4 separate regions of the Mus musculus genome follow, and regions 1, 2 and 4 are each linked to region 3. A link is a contact called in public HiChIP or PLAC-seq and promoter capture Hi-C data. All regions are on one chromosome and are shown on one strand. The core of a region is the stretch at or near the end of the contact, and the rest is flanking DNA. Distances in the headings are between cores, read along the strand shown. Region 1 holds the start of Amer1 (APC membrane recruitment 1). Region 2 holds the start of Msn (moesin). Region 3 holds the start of Klhl15 (kelch-like 15). Region 4 holds the start of Zc4h2 (zinc finger, C4H2 domain containing).

Region 1 (3,314 bases), core at 255-2,754, 1.2 Mb before region 3:
GGCAGCAGTCCACGTCTCACTAGTTCAGCTTCTGTGTATTTACAAGGTAGACAAGATCCAACAGGGCAACAGGTGACTATTCATTGGGGGTTGGAGGTGGGGACTGCCATTGTTTTCTAATCCTTCTCTGATCCTCACCCTCAATTCACTTCTCCCTCCCCTTTTAGACATTGAAGGAGTTTTCAAGCTGGGATTTCTGTACATTCCAGAGCTGGTTATACAACCGGATTCTTTGTTGCTCCAGCTCACCTGGCACTGGCAGTTACTAATGCCACTTAATGTCTTTAGGCTAGTTAGAGGCCTAAGCTCAGCTGGCCCGTTGCCACATTCCAGACACAGTAGCCTGTAAGGCTGGTCTGACAGGCCTCCTCAGTGTTCCTCAGTATGACCTCTGGTTAGGGCTCACACAAAACTTCTTTCCCTATCTAGAAAAGGGATCTGCACAGACCAGACTCACAATTGATGAAGTGTGCTCTGGAGATCTTTGTTTGTTTAATTTTGCTTTTGTTTTTGGAGACAGGGTTTCTCTGTATAGCCCTGGCTGTCCTGGAACTCACATTGTAGACCAGACTAGCCTCAGACTCAGAAATCCGCATGCCTCTGCCTCCCGAGTGCTGGGATTAAAGGCATGTGCCACCACTGCCCGCCTGGAGATCTTGAGAATCATTCCATGTTCGTTGGAAGGTATGGAATTTAGGTGAGAGGCCAACTATTGAAATAGTATACTCTAAAAACAGTTATTTTCCTAGGGAAGAAAAGTGAAAGGTACCCTGAAAGGTAAGTATAGGTCTATATTCCAAATATGTCCCAGTTACTGGCAGTCTAAGTAACGGAGGTGAAGTGCCTTTTCCCAGGCAGCACTGATGGTAGTTGACCTCAATCTTGCCTTCCCTAAGAGCCTGGGGCAAGCAAGGAAAGTGCAGGGCTAAGGAGCCAGGTGGTGTGGGGGTGGGAGGACCAAGAGGCAGGTCACTTTCCTGACAGGTGATTTCCTCTCTGGGAAGACCAGCCACCTGGCCCTGCTGCCACTCTTAATAATTAGCCAACCATGGTGCTAAAGGTTTCTGCAGGCCCCACAATCTCTGGCTCCTTCCTTTTCTCCCCCACTTCTCACAGCTAGTCTCGAACTGAGTGGAGAAACTCTTTGGTAGCAACCTGGGAGCAGTAGCGCAAAAGCACCAAGTTAAGGAATGAGGAATGTATGCAAAATCGAAACCGAGTTCCAAGAGTCTGGCAAGTCCCATTTGGGCGGGACTAGCTCCGGGAGTAGGGTGTGTAGCCACGCTGAAACCCGCCCCGCGTGGGAGCGGAAGTAGGGAGTCCCTGCAAGGGGTTCGACAACCTCTCCGCCCCCCTGCCAATACCACGCCCGATTTATTTGCATTTAAAGAGAGAAGCACCAAGGAAAACAGTGGGCGGGCGAGGGCATGCCTTCCAGCCGTCATGATTGGACTGTATGCCTGCCAATCATATCACGGACGTCCCACCCTATAACTGTGGAGTCCGGGGTGAAGGGGGTATGGGGGAGCTGCCCAGAGCCTGGAGAAGGGTAGTCGGCGCAGAAGACTGCTGTAGTCCCGGTGAAGGCTGCGGCAGGAGCAGTGGTGGCGTTCTCAGCAGAGGCTCCAGCTCAAATCGGAGCAGCGCAGCAGACAATAAACAGCGCTGGGAGCTGGACCTGGCAGGGTAAGCATTGCACACAGCTAAGAGCCATCCTGCTGAAGGTCTAGTGCATCCCCGCGTGCTCCGCTCTGGTCTCCTGGACTAGGGTTTCCAGAGCCTGGCTGATCGGAGTCCCAGCCTCTTGCTGGTCTTTCTTTGAACTCGCTTTGCGTACTGTCCAGCGAAGGGCCCAGCGGCCGTTAGTCTTTAGGGTCCGGGCGACCGTGGCTGGGGGGTGGGGTGGGAGGGCCGGAAGGCGGGCGGACTATCCTGGGCTACGCCTCTAGGTTGTAATGGGAGGCTGGGATGGGCCCACACGTGCTGTTGCGTGGTTCCGGGAAGGGCGCCGCTAGCCAGCACCCGGAGAACGCATTTGCAGGCCGGGAACTCCTTATCTTTGTTTGTAGTATATTTTCTGGAACAGCTGTTAGGCCGGTGCTGCTCACCCGCGAGGCCTTGCTGTGGCCCCTCCCCTCTGCGGTGCATCTCCTATGTCTCTCCTCTGCAGAGGAAGCTGGCGCGCTCGCTTATGGCCAGACTGAGACTGGCTTTAGGGTGGATTAAGATATCCACAGTCTGTTCCTCCTCAAGGGAGCACAGTTGGGTTTCTGAACTTCCCACTTATCCTGGAACCTTGGTCCTATGGTCCCAACCAGCCGCACCCCCTCCTGGGCCTCCAGTCTGTCGTTTGGCTCCCACCCCCATTGCAGGCGGGCTGGACCAGGAGCTCTTACTGGCCCTTGGGTTAGAGCTGCAAGGCCGCTTTGTTGCCGCCCCCACCCCCTACGCGCCTCTTTTCCCTTGTAGGGCATAGGGCGCGTTTTTTTTTCTTTTTCTCTCCAGCCTTTGGTTTAAAATAGCAATAGGCACAATATTGTGGGGGGATTTCCCTGCTAGAGGCGGAGGGGGCCGTCGTTGTAGTAAAGAACACACAGTATATATAAGGCAGACAAATCCTACAACTTCTCAGTTACTTAAAATACCCAGCCTGCCAGACTGCTGTCATTGTCTGCTGCAGACACCTCTGACACTGGTGACCGCCCAAAGGCGTGATTTCTCCTGAGCTCCCCTTTGAGGGGCTAAGCTTGCCAGATGAGCCATGGGAGGCAAAGGCGGCAGCGGGACTAATACAGCAGGACCATCCTCCCTGTCGCTGGACTCGCCTTGAGAGAAGTGTAGACAGCCCTGTTCGCATATGTCTTCTGCGTCTCTGGCTGGCCTGCCTCAGCAACACTGGTATGGACTGGTCTCCGGGCACTGCATTGTTGGACTTTCTGTCCTACCATTGGAGATTCCAACAAAGCCCATTCCTTCGAGTGCCCTACTCTGTGCACCACTCTGGACTATTAAGGCATTCCTGAAGAATAAGAGAGGGGATTTGACTAAGGGACTGTGCAGGCTGGACAGCTTTATAGTGGGGCATTGAGACCCAGTAAATAAATCTCTTACTTTGTAACGTTAACATGGGATATCTATCTATCTATCTATCTATCTATCTATCTATCTATCTATCTATAGATATAGCTATATAGACACACACACATACACCCAAGCTAGGATTGGGGATACCACATTATTTTCACCCCTACCTAATTGACCAGACCTCAACACATCTTTGCAGCTGGTCTTTTATTTCCAGCATCTGACTCTGC
Region 2 (3,188 bases), core at 201-2,700, 1.9 Mb before region 3:
AAAAAAAAACCCCACCTTGGTATTTCTTAAGAACAGAGTTCTGAGAAGGCAAGGACGATTAGGCAGTGTAGCTAGAATACAGTAAGGGTAGCAAGGAAACTTCAATATAGACACAAAGACCTCCTGTATCTATTCACTCTCCTCTCTTCCGAGGCACCCTCATCCCTTCTCCAGCATCCTAGTCACTGTCTCAGTTCTACCAGGCTCAGGCAGTACTAGAGAGATGGGTAGGCTAGCAATATACAACATGGGAGCCCAGCAAGCCCCATTACCTAAGAAACATAATTCACGGTGGTCATAGGGCCTTCATGAGCAAGGACCTGGCGTGACTTGCACAAAAGCAAGCAGAGCTCATTAGTCAAGCACATACCCCTCCCCCACCCCTCCCTACTGGGCATCCGGCCCCCCTAGGCCTCACTCCCTGGAGGCTTCTGCGAGCAACAGCCAGTGGGGTGGAGACCAGATCTCAAATCAACCACCACACTAGATAGGTGTGGCCCCCACAGGAGAAAACCTATACCTCACAAAACGGTCCTGAGGGGATAGAGAGGCACTATGTCTGACAGGGATTTAATAGAGGAAGAGAAACCTGCCCTGTCTTCCAGTGGGTTGTGTGGGCCCCTCCACAGACTTGTGCCTAATGAAGTGTTTGTACCCCTGGGTAAAGTAACCCAGTTGATGAGACCCTTCACAAATCTTCATTTCCCTGGGGAAAGCAGTTGGGGCTAAGACGCGGTGGAAGGGGACAGAGCAGAAGTGGGGTAGAAGAGGGGCGGTTATGGGAAAGGTGGATGGGTGTGCGGGATCCGCCCTGGGCAACTTCCTCTCTCCTCCCCGCTTCTCTGTAAGCTTGGGGGCTCTTCTGAGACAGTGATAGCTTTGCTACAGAAAGGCGCCAATTCCTGGGCCGGGGAAATGTTCTCAAAAGTAAAGTCGTTTCCCCAGTTCCCAACGACCCTTTAGAATAGGGGATTGATCCAGTCCCTCAAAGAGTTTCCACTGTCTCATCCCAGAGGCGGGGAACTGGAACCCGAGAAAGGCTGGCTCCTCCTTATCCACACTTCTAGTTTGTACACCCTGTCACCCTCTAGAGCGCTCAAATTAGGGCTCCACTATCTTCTCCTTCCTAGGGCCTTAGTGGACAGCCCAGCATCCCCGGCAGGCCTGTGAGCAACCAAGCCCGAAGCCATAAAGTGGCAAGGGTCAAGCTTGGAGCCCCCAGGGCCGACCGCGCTAGTTGTCGGCACTCACCGTCTTCGGCATGGTGGCGGCAAGGGCAGAGGAGTTGGTGAAGTTTGGCTGGAAACTGTCGGGCTGCTCTGAGCGCGCAGTACACTTCGGCAAGGACTCCGGAGAACCGGGTGCTCAGATTGGGTCCCACTCTAGCGTTGGGCGACTGCTCCGCTTCCTGCTAACGGGCCACGACTTTACAAACCCCACCCAGGAAAGAGCCGCCCCCGTTGCGCTGCTCGCTCCTTTATGTGGCCGGGCTTCCGCGCCTCTCCCCGCCCTCCCGCCAGCCTGCCCGCGGCTTCGGGCATCGCCCCGCCCAGCCCGGCCCAGCCCAGAGAGGCTACTCTGGCCACGTGGGGGGCCAGGCTCGGGGCCAAAACTCCCCAAGGACTCCCACTCCCCACTAGTGCCCACTCTGCCCCCTCCCACCTTTCCTCACTGCCCCCCTCCCTCCAAGTTTCGACCATCTGACTCCGCCCCCAGTCTGAGCCAGAGCTTGACTGGGGGGCCACACCCTAGCAGATGCTTTTCAGCCCTGAACCATGAGTTACCAATGTTGGGAACCCGTTGCCTAGTAGAACTGCTGAGTTCCCTCTCTAGGAAGCCTTGTTGGTTAGAAAGTTCCCGCTTGTGGACATTTGAACTCCTCTTTTTCTCTGTGACCTCCAATCATGCCACACCTAAGTTCCCTGGGACCACAACAAATCCTCTGCTGTCCATAGCAGCTCCTGAGAGTTCTGCTACTCCTCAGGAAACTTCTGGGCTAAACTTCAGCTCCTCCTCAACAGTTCACTCCCTTCTAGAGGACTCATTTAACCTGTGACATTTCCTTCGACCTTGTATTTATTTGTTTGTTTGTTTGTTTGTTTGTTTATTATTTATTTATTTCATTTTCTCCAGAACTGGGATCCTTTTCCAATTATCTGTCTTCTATGTTCACTTTCAGTCCTCCAATTCCCACTCTCCTCACATCAGTGTCTTGGTCTTTTCCTTAGTCCTTCCCCAACATTTTGGATTTGTTTTGTCTGTCACCAGAGCTGGCTCTAAACTCATTATTTAGCTTAGGTTTGTCTTGAACTCTCAGTTCTAAGACACTGGCTTAGGTTTGTCTTGAACTCATAATCCTACTACCTCAACTAGATTGCAGATGTCTGACACCGGTTCTATACATTCACTTGCTTTGACACAGCGCACTAACAGCAGCCAGTTGACTTGCATTCCCAGTCCTCCTGTTTCTACCACCTTAGTGCTCAGACAATACCAGGCAGACATTCACTTTTTGATAAGAGTATAAGACTCTCGGGTGATATATGCCCTCCAGTTCTGGCAACTGTGCAGGAGCATGGGTTGTGTGTCTTTCATGAAGTAAATTACCATATACCTCAGTGATGGAGAGTCAAACACAGAATAGTGGAAAGGACACCTCAACACTCACCAGGCTTCAGATCATTGTTTCATCATGAACTCAGCCTGTGTCCTCTGCACTTTCTTGGGTAATTCCCTTCCCCCCTCTAGTATTGAGTTTCCCCTTCCTTAACAATGACCAAACTACAGGGTTTCCAAGGTTCTTTCCCATCCAAACATTACAAAAAGAGGAGAAAGAAGTAGCCTATTCAGTAGCCTACAACATAAAGGTTGTATAAAGTCTTGCATTTACACTCATGAGCCAACATGCCTCTATTTCTGTCACTGATACCGCAGTTCATTGACAGGTGGGGGGGGGAAAAAGAACGTTCTCTGTCAAAACCCAAGTATTTGCCTCAAGGAAAAATAGCACCTTTCAGAAGACTTCAGTAGCAGGAGTAGACATGGTAGCCAATCAATCCTTGATACTGCCATGGCCCATGGACCCTCCACCCAATTCAACCTCCCAAATTTAAAGGAACTCACTGATTTCTTCATTCATGTTCACCTAGAGCCTAAAAGATCTTGGCACTAAAATAAATACCTAAAAT
Region 3 (3,444 bases), core at 914-3,413:
TATTGTGCGATGCTGGTTTACACACATCATTAAACCAAGTCTAAAGCCTGGCTTCTGAACATCCATGAAGCCAGTCAAGTCAGCCTTGGCTCCATGATAACCCACAGCAAGGCAGAGAGGTCAAACTCAGAAATGCTCAGTAAAGTAGTGATCTGTGAAAATTATCTTCAGAACAAGGGATAAAGCCAAAATATAAAAGCAGTCACTTTAAAGCTGGCTGTTCCTTTTCCAACCTAATCTGTCTTTTTAAAAAATACACAAGCATACTGTGAAAGACCACTGGCATCAGACCAGGGAATTAAAATTTTAACATCTACTCAGAAAAAAAAAGAAGACTAAAAATAATATACTCCAAAATGCTCCTTTCGCTTTTAATTGACTATTATAAGCCAAAACATTCTACAGTTTTGAAACTCTAGAAAGTAAATTCTATTTTCGAGCCACAAATATTTACTATCTTATTTCTTGCCAATTAACAGGTAGTAAAGAGTATTAACATCCTTTACCACTGATGAAATGGGACTCAAAGCACCTACTAAGTGCTGTGATTAAAAACAAGAACTGAATTCCTCAAATATTGCATGAAGTGCTAACAAGTTGAAATTCCCTGTACATTGCTGGATCTACTGAGCATTAGAGAAACATGGATGCATGTGTAAGCTCTTGAAAAACCATTTTCAAATGATTAGAAGTATTCAGTCATCCTGTTCTGTAGATACGAAAAGCAAACACTGAAATTAAAAAACACACACGCTTTTAAAATGACAACAGTAAATCAGATTGACAAAGGAAGTGAACCTCTTAAAAATAAAAAAGACTAAATAAATATAAGGTGTTAAATATTCTGAATAAGAAAGGGGGCTGAGAGGCCTAGAAAGATGAAAAGCCCTACAGTAACATTAAATTTGAATTAAAGGATACCGTTATTTAAATAAGCAGTTGGCATTTTGTAGAGGGAAGGCCAACGAACACTGACTATTAAACAGCTATCCATCACTGCGCTGTTCTGCTAGTCCTTATTTACTTATAATATAGAAATGAAGAGGCAGCAACAGTTAGCCACATTAACCACTCAAGCAAAGGTTACCTAAAGAAAATGACCTTACATTTTCCTACACCACTATACAGCTATAGATTATTTTCACATATATGACCTCATATAGTCCTCACTACCTCTCTGATGTGGCTATTATCGACTACACCGCATAGATAAGAAACTGAGGCTCCGTCCGAGATCTCCTCAGTGCGAGATTTTCTCAGTCGCCCAGTCGGACCCAGACATTCTGATTATGCCGCACGCATTATGCCGCACATTTCGCATAGTTCTATTTAAGGCACAAACAGGATTTTTAAAGGGAAGGAACCGGTTAAGGGGGAAATAATCATGGTACCTGCAGCTCTATGCTGCAAAAAATGGCTGAATTATGCTTCTTCCTTTTTTTCTCCTCTCTCTCTCTCTCTCTCTCTCTCTCTCTCTCTCTCTCCCCCCTCCCACCAGAAAAAAATTTACATTTCAAACAATTTAAGTAAACTCAAAAGACAAATTAGCTCCCAGCATCTACAAAATGTTTGAGTGCGGCCAGTGCGGTGAGGGCCACGGAACCCGTGCCTTCCTCGGGGCCGCGAGCAAAGCCTGGGCTCCGCAGGCCGGCGGCCAGGGGCGGCTACGCACCTCGGGGGTCCTGTCCAGCCTCTAGTGGACGGCAGTCTGCATCAGGAAGAAGTGGGCCAGTGGCCGAACGGTGGGAGGGTCGGGCGCCGGGATGGACCGCGATAGCTCCTCGAACCTCTACAAGGGGCCGCTCCCTGGCCGGGCCGGAGCGCTCCGGCGCCGGGCGAGCTCGCAAGCCCGAGGCCCCCCGAGAAACAGTCCTGGGAAAGAAGACAGCGGTTGAGTGGCGAGTCCAAACAGTTGGGCTAGGCGTGACGCGCGCGGCGTCGGGGCCGGGGCCCAGCCTCGCCAATACCGGGGGATGTCGCGGCACTGCACGGGGCTCGGCTGGAGAGGCGACTCAGGACCACCAACTGGGGGACAGCTGAGGGGGCCGAGGGCAACAGAAACGCCAGCGGGAACCACATACACGACGGCGTCTCCGGGTTTCTGCCCCCAAAGCGCGCGGAGCCTCGGGATCACCCACGCCGGGGGTGGAGGAAAGCGGGAAAGGGGCGGGAAAGGGGCGGGGCGTGAGAGGGCCACGAGCCAGGGGCCGCTCCGGGCCTCGCGCCCCCTGCGGGCCGAGGGAGCCGCCCGGGGCCCGCCCAGGGGGGCGGGGCCCACGGGCTAGGGGCCCGGGCCAGGGTCTCGAGGACGCAGAGCCGAGCCTGTCCCCGAGAGAGGGCGGGGACTGGAAGCCGTGGGTTAGGGAGCAGGCCTGGGAGGCCCCCTTAGCCCCTGAAGGCGCCCCGTGGGGGCCGGCGCGCCGCCTGGCGGGTGTTTACCTTCCCCCTGGTTGAACGCCAATGCCGCCATCTTTCAGCCCAGGCGCGTCACTTCCGGCGCCACGGAACGGGAGCCGGTGTGGGAACCGGGTAGAGGGAGGGTTGTCCCACGCCAGCTGCGCGCCTTGCCCCAGAGGCGGGCCTGCTACTGTAGTGGGGTTGGGGGGTGACGCGGCGGGGCCGGGGCCAGAGAGAAAGGAGGTAGAGGGGCTCTGCAGGAGGGATCCGCTGAGGTTGACCCTCAGAGCCCTGCCGTCGAGGCTGGAGAGACTCGGCCGTGCACTTCCACCCCTGCAGCAGGGTCACTCCGCCTGGCCCGGAGGTGGGCCCCGTGGCGCTGCAGCGAACACACAGTGCGCAAGTTGAGGGCTAGGAAACCTGGAAAATTCCATTTTTGCATCTTGCACACCGTCGGATGAGGGGAGTTTTGCCAATGGTACCTGTTATAAAAGTGACTAGGTGGACGCCAAATGGCAATCATTTTTTATAAGGCAATTTGCAATGAATCATTGCGTCACGGTTCCACTTAGCTTATCGCATGCAAATTACATGTTTCACATGCAAATTTCCCAGAGATGGAAAGAGTCATCGAAAATGGCATTATCTTCACCAAAGGTAGAAAAGTACGAGCTAAAAAAGCGGGTTTGTTTTGCATCAAAATAGGCAAGAAGGAATATACAGAAGGCACCAATTTCAGTTGTTCCTTGAGGAGGGGTCTGTTTGTTTTACAAATCTGCTCTAGAATTCTAGGTCATGGCTTTTAAATACTACCCTTACTTGATTTAAGAAAATGGAAATACACTGTAAGACTTTTGTAAATTTATTATATATCTCTGTAAGAGAGCTGTAGATGACAAATACACAGTTGAAGCCACTGGTTCTACGACCAGTTAAAAATTAAGACAACCGTTAACCATTTCTGATCTTAACAGATCTCTTTGCTTCCCCTGTCTCTAGCTCCACCACCGAAGCCCATCCCCCACCCCCACATCGCCACTTCTCTCT
Region 4 (3,422 bases), core at 201-2,700, 1.4 Mb before region 3:
TTCTTTGAATAACTAATACCCTCTTACTAGCTTTCATTTTCTTTAACTCTAAACTTTGCTTTCACTGGCATCTTCTCATATCACCCCAATTTAATTGCTCCTGTGCTTTTAAATTATTTTACTTTAGAATTTAGAGATGTAGCTTAGTAGTGGAGTACATGCTAAGGATGTATAAGGTTCTGAGTAGAATTTCCAGCACCAAAAATTGATATATACTCTAAATATAATTGCACATTATTTGGCATACAGTAAGCACAAATGCATACTGAATAACTATGTGCCTATAGGATGAATTCCAAACTCTAATCTGACACTCCATGGTATTTCAAAATCTGGCTGCTAGGGAATGAGCTTCAGTTTTGTTTTGTTTTGGTTTTTTTTTTCAGGGATGCTGATTCCATAATACTGTCCATGCTCCAGTAGATGGCCCTACACCGGTGCATGCACGGGTAGCACCAAAAAATGGCTTAAAGGAAGAATGCATGAATTTAGGAGGGAGATAGTTCTGGAAGGGATAGGAGAGTAGCAACTTGGGAGTGAATTTGATGGAAATACACGGTATAACACATAAAATAGCCAAAGAAAACATTCTAAAATATTTTTAAAATGTGTCTACAATCTATCTTTTCTTGATACAGCTTCTACTTCTCTCTCTAATATACCACTTCAAGAACCCTATATTCCAGGCACTTTGAACCACTTGCCCTTTGCATTCTCCATGTAGGCCATTGCTTCCATGAAATCTCACTCTTCTCTGGAAAACTCTTAGTTTTAAAAACATATTAACACCTTCTATGTTCAGGTTTCACTGATTATCTCGGCGTTGTGACAGCTCTATTTACAATATACTTCACTCTCTCCTTCACAAAGGCTACGAACTTGCTTTTATTTTCTTTGCCTCTTCAGGGCCTCCCTCAGTAAACCTTTCATTGACTGGCAAAGTACAAGCACACTAATAGTTCAGTGGATGAGGAACCAGAAGGAAAGAGGTCCTTCCTCCAACTCGGTTTCCTGATTTTGAAGAGTCCCCTTTTTCTTGTTCAGCCCCGTCTCCGCCGCTCCCCCCGCCCCGGTTTTCAGTTCCAGTCTATTTACATTTCAATGTCAAAGCTACAAATCCCTAGGTAGCATCTAGAAAATTTGACATCTAGGAAGCTAAATCACCTACAGTTTCTCTCCAGCCCAAGGCATTCTGTAATAAATGATTTCTTAATTTGTTGACAGGGTGGGGTGGGGGTAGGCGTGAGGCCCGAGTCCGAGTCTTGTGATAAAAGGTATGTTTCTCATCTTCCTAGCTGCTTTCGAGAAAATTTTCTCCATTTTGCCGCACATTGGTAGGGCAAATATCTTCATTCCTTTGCTTATAATCTTTGACATAATTATCAGTGACATATTGATTTAAAGTGCCGCTACAGGAACTGGAACAGGAATGCTTTGCTTGGCCTTCTGGGAGTTGTAGTTCTAGAGGCACCCGGGTTGCCTGGCTGGCCCCGGAACTGTGGACTACAGCTCCCAGGCCTTCTCTAAGCCCTTACCACACAGGCTCAAAGCCACAAACCAGTAGGAGGTGGCTGTATTGTATCTATTGTATGCCTTGGCTGGTGCATTTTTTTTTTTAAACAATTCCCTGGACGTGAAATTGAGAGTGAAAAGCATGGCAGATGAACAAGAAATCATGTGCAAATTGGAAAGCATTAAAGAGATCAGGTAAGCGGGTCACTGCTTAATGCAGCATCCTTCCACTCTCCTCGATCACCCCTCCCTTCCCAGGCATCCCTGGGAGCAAGGAGTACTGCTTGTTGTTGGTTTGTTTTTGTTTTTGTTGTTGTTGTTTGGTGAAAACTATCTATTGTTGGGCTACTTGCAAAGGGAATCAGGAGCTGGAAGGGGGTCCATTCATCACAGACTTAATAGATGAGGTGAAGAATGAAGGGGCTTGGCTAAATTGAAATCAAGTCTAGAGGAGGTAGTTGGTGGAAGTGTGTGTGTGTGTGTGTGTGTGTGTGTGTGTGTGTGTGTGTTGTGTGTACCAGGAAGAAGGGAAGAAGTGGAGATGGCGATGTCTTCCCAGATGTAGCTGAGATAGAATAGAGGTAGAGGGATAAACCAGGACAACTAAATGTATTTTTTTTTTTAGTGTTCTTTTTGTTTAGAACAAGTCGCTTTTTGCTTCTTGCTTTATAACAGTTGAGAATGATTTTTCTGTCAGCCTCATGACCCAGAGCTTGAGAAAGCCTTTTGAAAGCCAAGTTTAACTGGCCAATTCATTCAGTTTGCAACTTTGCTGTGGCTGTAGTCTGAGGATGCTGATGAAGCTGGGGAGTGGGCTGTTCTTATTTGCCTGTAACTCTTTCACCACTTTTTTTTTTCCTATCCTGGGGTTGGAAGAAGGTTGTGAACTATGAGGATGTGAACAAGAGCTGGAGGTTTGGCAAACTGAGAATTGTCACACCTCCAATAGGTTACTCAGTGAGCAAGTTTTTGATACTGCAGTGTTATTCCCGCCAAGAAAACAATAATAATTCAAATGCTGACTATGTTGGCCTCCCCTGCTGTGCCTAACTCCCTGAATCTGTAGTGTTTTTCAGACATATGGAAAAAGAAAGAAAAAGGACATAGAGTGTATCTTTTGTTAAAAATTAGGCCATATAATTTAACCCTGACAAAATTGACAATAGATTTAACCTTTGTGGTATCTCTGCGGGATCTACACATGGTGATGGTAGTGAAGAATCTTGGTTTCTTCTTCCTTTTGGAGGGATTGTGTGTTTTTCCTTTTGCAAAGTAAGGAAATGATCATTTATTGAGCCCCTGTTATGCCAGCCCCTCCCCCATTTCAATCCATTTTTGCAAGTTCCCTGTGACCTTTGTCATAAGTGGAAAAATGGGGGTCTGGAGAATTTGAGTGAGTTCTTATATTCATGAAGCTTAACAATGCTACATTTTCACAGGAATTGAGTCTGCCTACAAAGGCTCTGTTCTTCTGTTTCCCACTGAAGGTCTGCTGCTGTCTTTTTCTACAAAGACATCAGGAGATAGGAAATGAGATTCTTTGGTGCAGAAGAATGCTAAGGATGAAACTAATGAAAAGCTTAGACCTTTGAATAGAGGGTCTCTAACTTCAGTCTTCTCTTCATGGACTTTAAAATAAGTTTATCTTATCCCCAGAAGTGGACTATTTGGGATCAAGGTCATTAATCCCCAGTGAAAATAGACCCTTTTCAGTGGAGAACAAGTCAGGAGCCATGACTTCTTTTCTCAACCAGGTTAGATAGTAGAAGGAGAGATTTAGAGAGAAGGCTGAAGTTCCACTCCAATAACATGAATTTCCACTCCAATAACACTTGGTTGTTAAGAAAGATCCAGTGTAAAAGCTAGATTTCTGCTGAGAGTATCACAAGGCCTACTAAGACAAAAGATTT

What was found. Promoter capture Hi-C pulls out the DNA fragments that hold promoters and counts their contacts. HiChIP or PLAC-seq counts read pairs in DNA pulled down with a chosen protein or histone mark.
Region 1: a contact with region 3 is called in a promoter capture Hi-C map of pre-B cells, with 3 times the contacts expected there. The contact joins the promoter of Amer1 here to the promoter of Klhl15 in region 3. A contact is called at or near these places in 2 of 39 promoter capture datasets (liver and pre-B cells).
Region 2: a contact with region 3 is called in an H3K27ac HiChIP or PLAC-seq map of bone marrow-derived dendritic cells, with 6 times the contacts expected there. The contact joins the promoter of Msn here to the promoter of Klhl15 in region 3. A contact is called at or near these places in 1 of 39 promoter capture datasets (liver) and 1 of 115 datasets of contacts at active chromatin or transcription factors (bone marrow-derived dendritic cells).
Region 4: a promoter capture Hi-C map of pre-B cells shows a contact between it and region 3, with 2.4 times the contacts expected there. The contact joins the promoter of Zc4h2 here to the promoter of Klhl15 in region 3. A contact is called at or near these places in 1 of 39 promoter capture datasets (pre-B cells) and 1 of 9 other capture datasets (liver).

What each region holds. Positions count from the first base shown.
Region 1 is chrX:95,443,030-95,446,343 of GRCm38.p6, reverse strand. It overlaps Amer1 (APC membrane recruitment 1), which reads left to right and starts at 1,504. Exons shown (of 2, transcript NM_175179.4): 1 at 1,504-1,686.
Region 2 is chrX:96,094,307-96,097,494 of GRCm38.p6, reverse strand. Msn (moesin) reads right to left here and starts at 1,450. Exons shown (of 13, transcript NM_010833.2): 1 at 1,252-1,450. The coding sequence starts at 1,263.
Region 3 is chrX:94,233,649-94,237,092 of GRCm38.p6, reverse strand. Klhl15 (kelch-like 15) reads right to left here and starts at 2,163. Exons shown (of 3, transcript NM_001039061.1): 1 at 1,673-2,163.
Region 4 is chrX:95,656,537-95,659,958 of GRCm38.p6, reverse strand. Zc4h2 (zinc finger, C4H2 domain containing) reads left to right here and starts at 1,450. Exons shown (of 5, transcript NM_001003916.2): 1 at 1,450-1,707. The coding sequence starts at 1,655.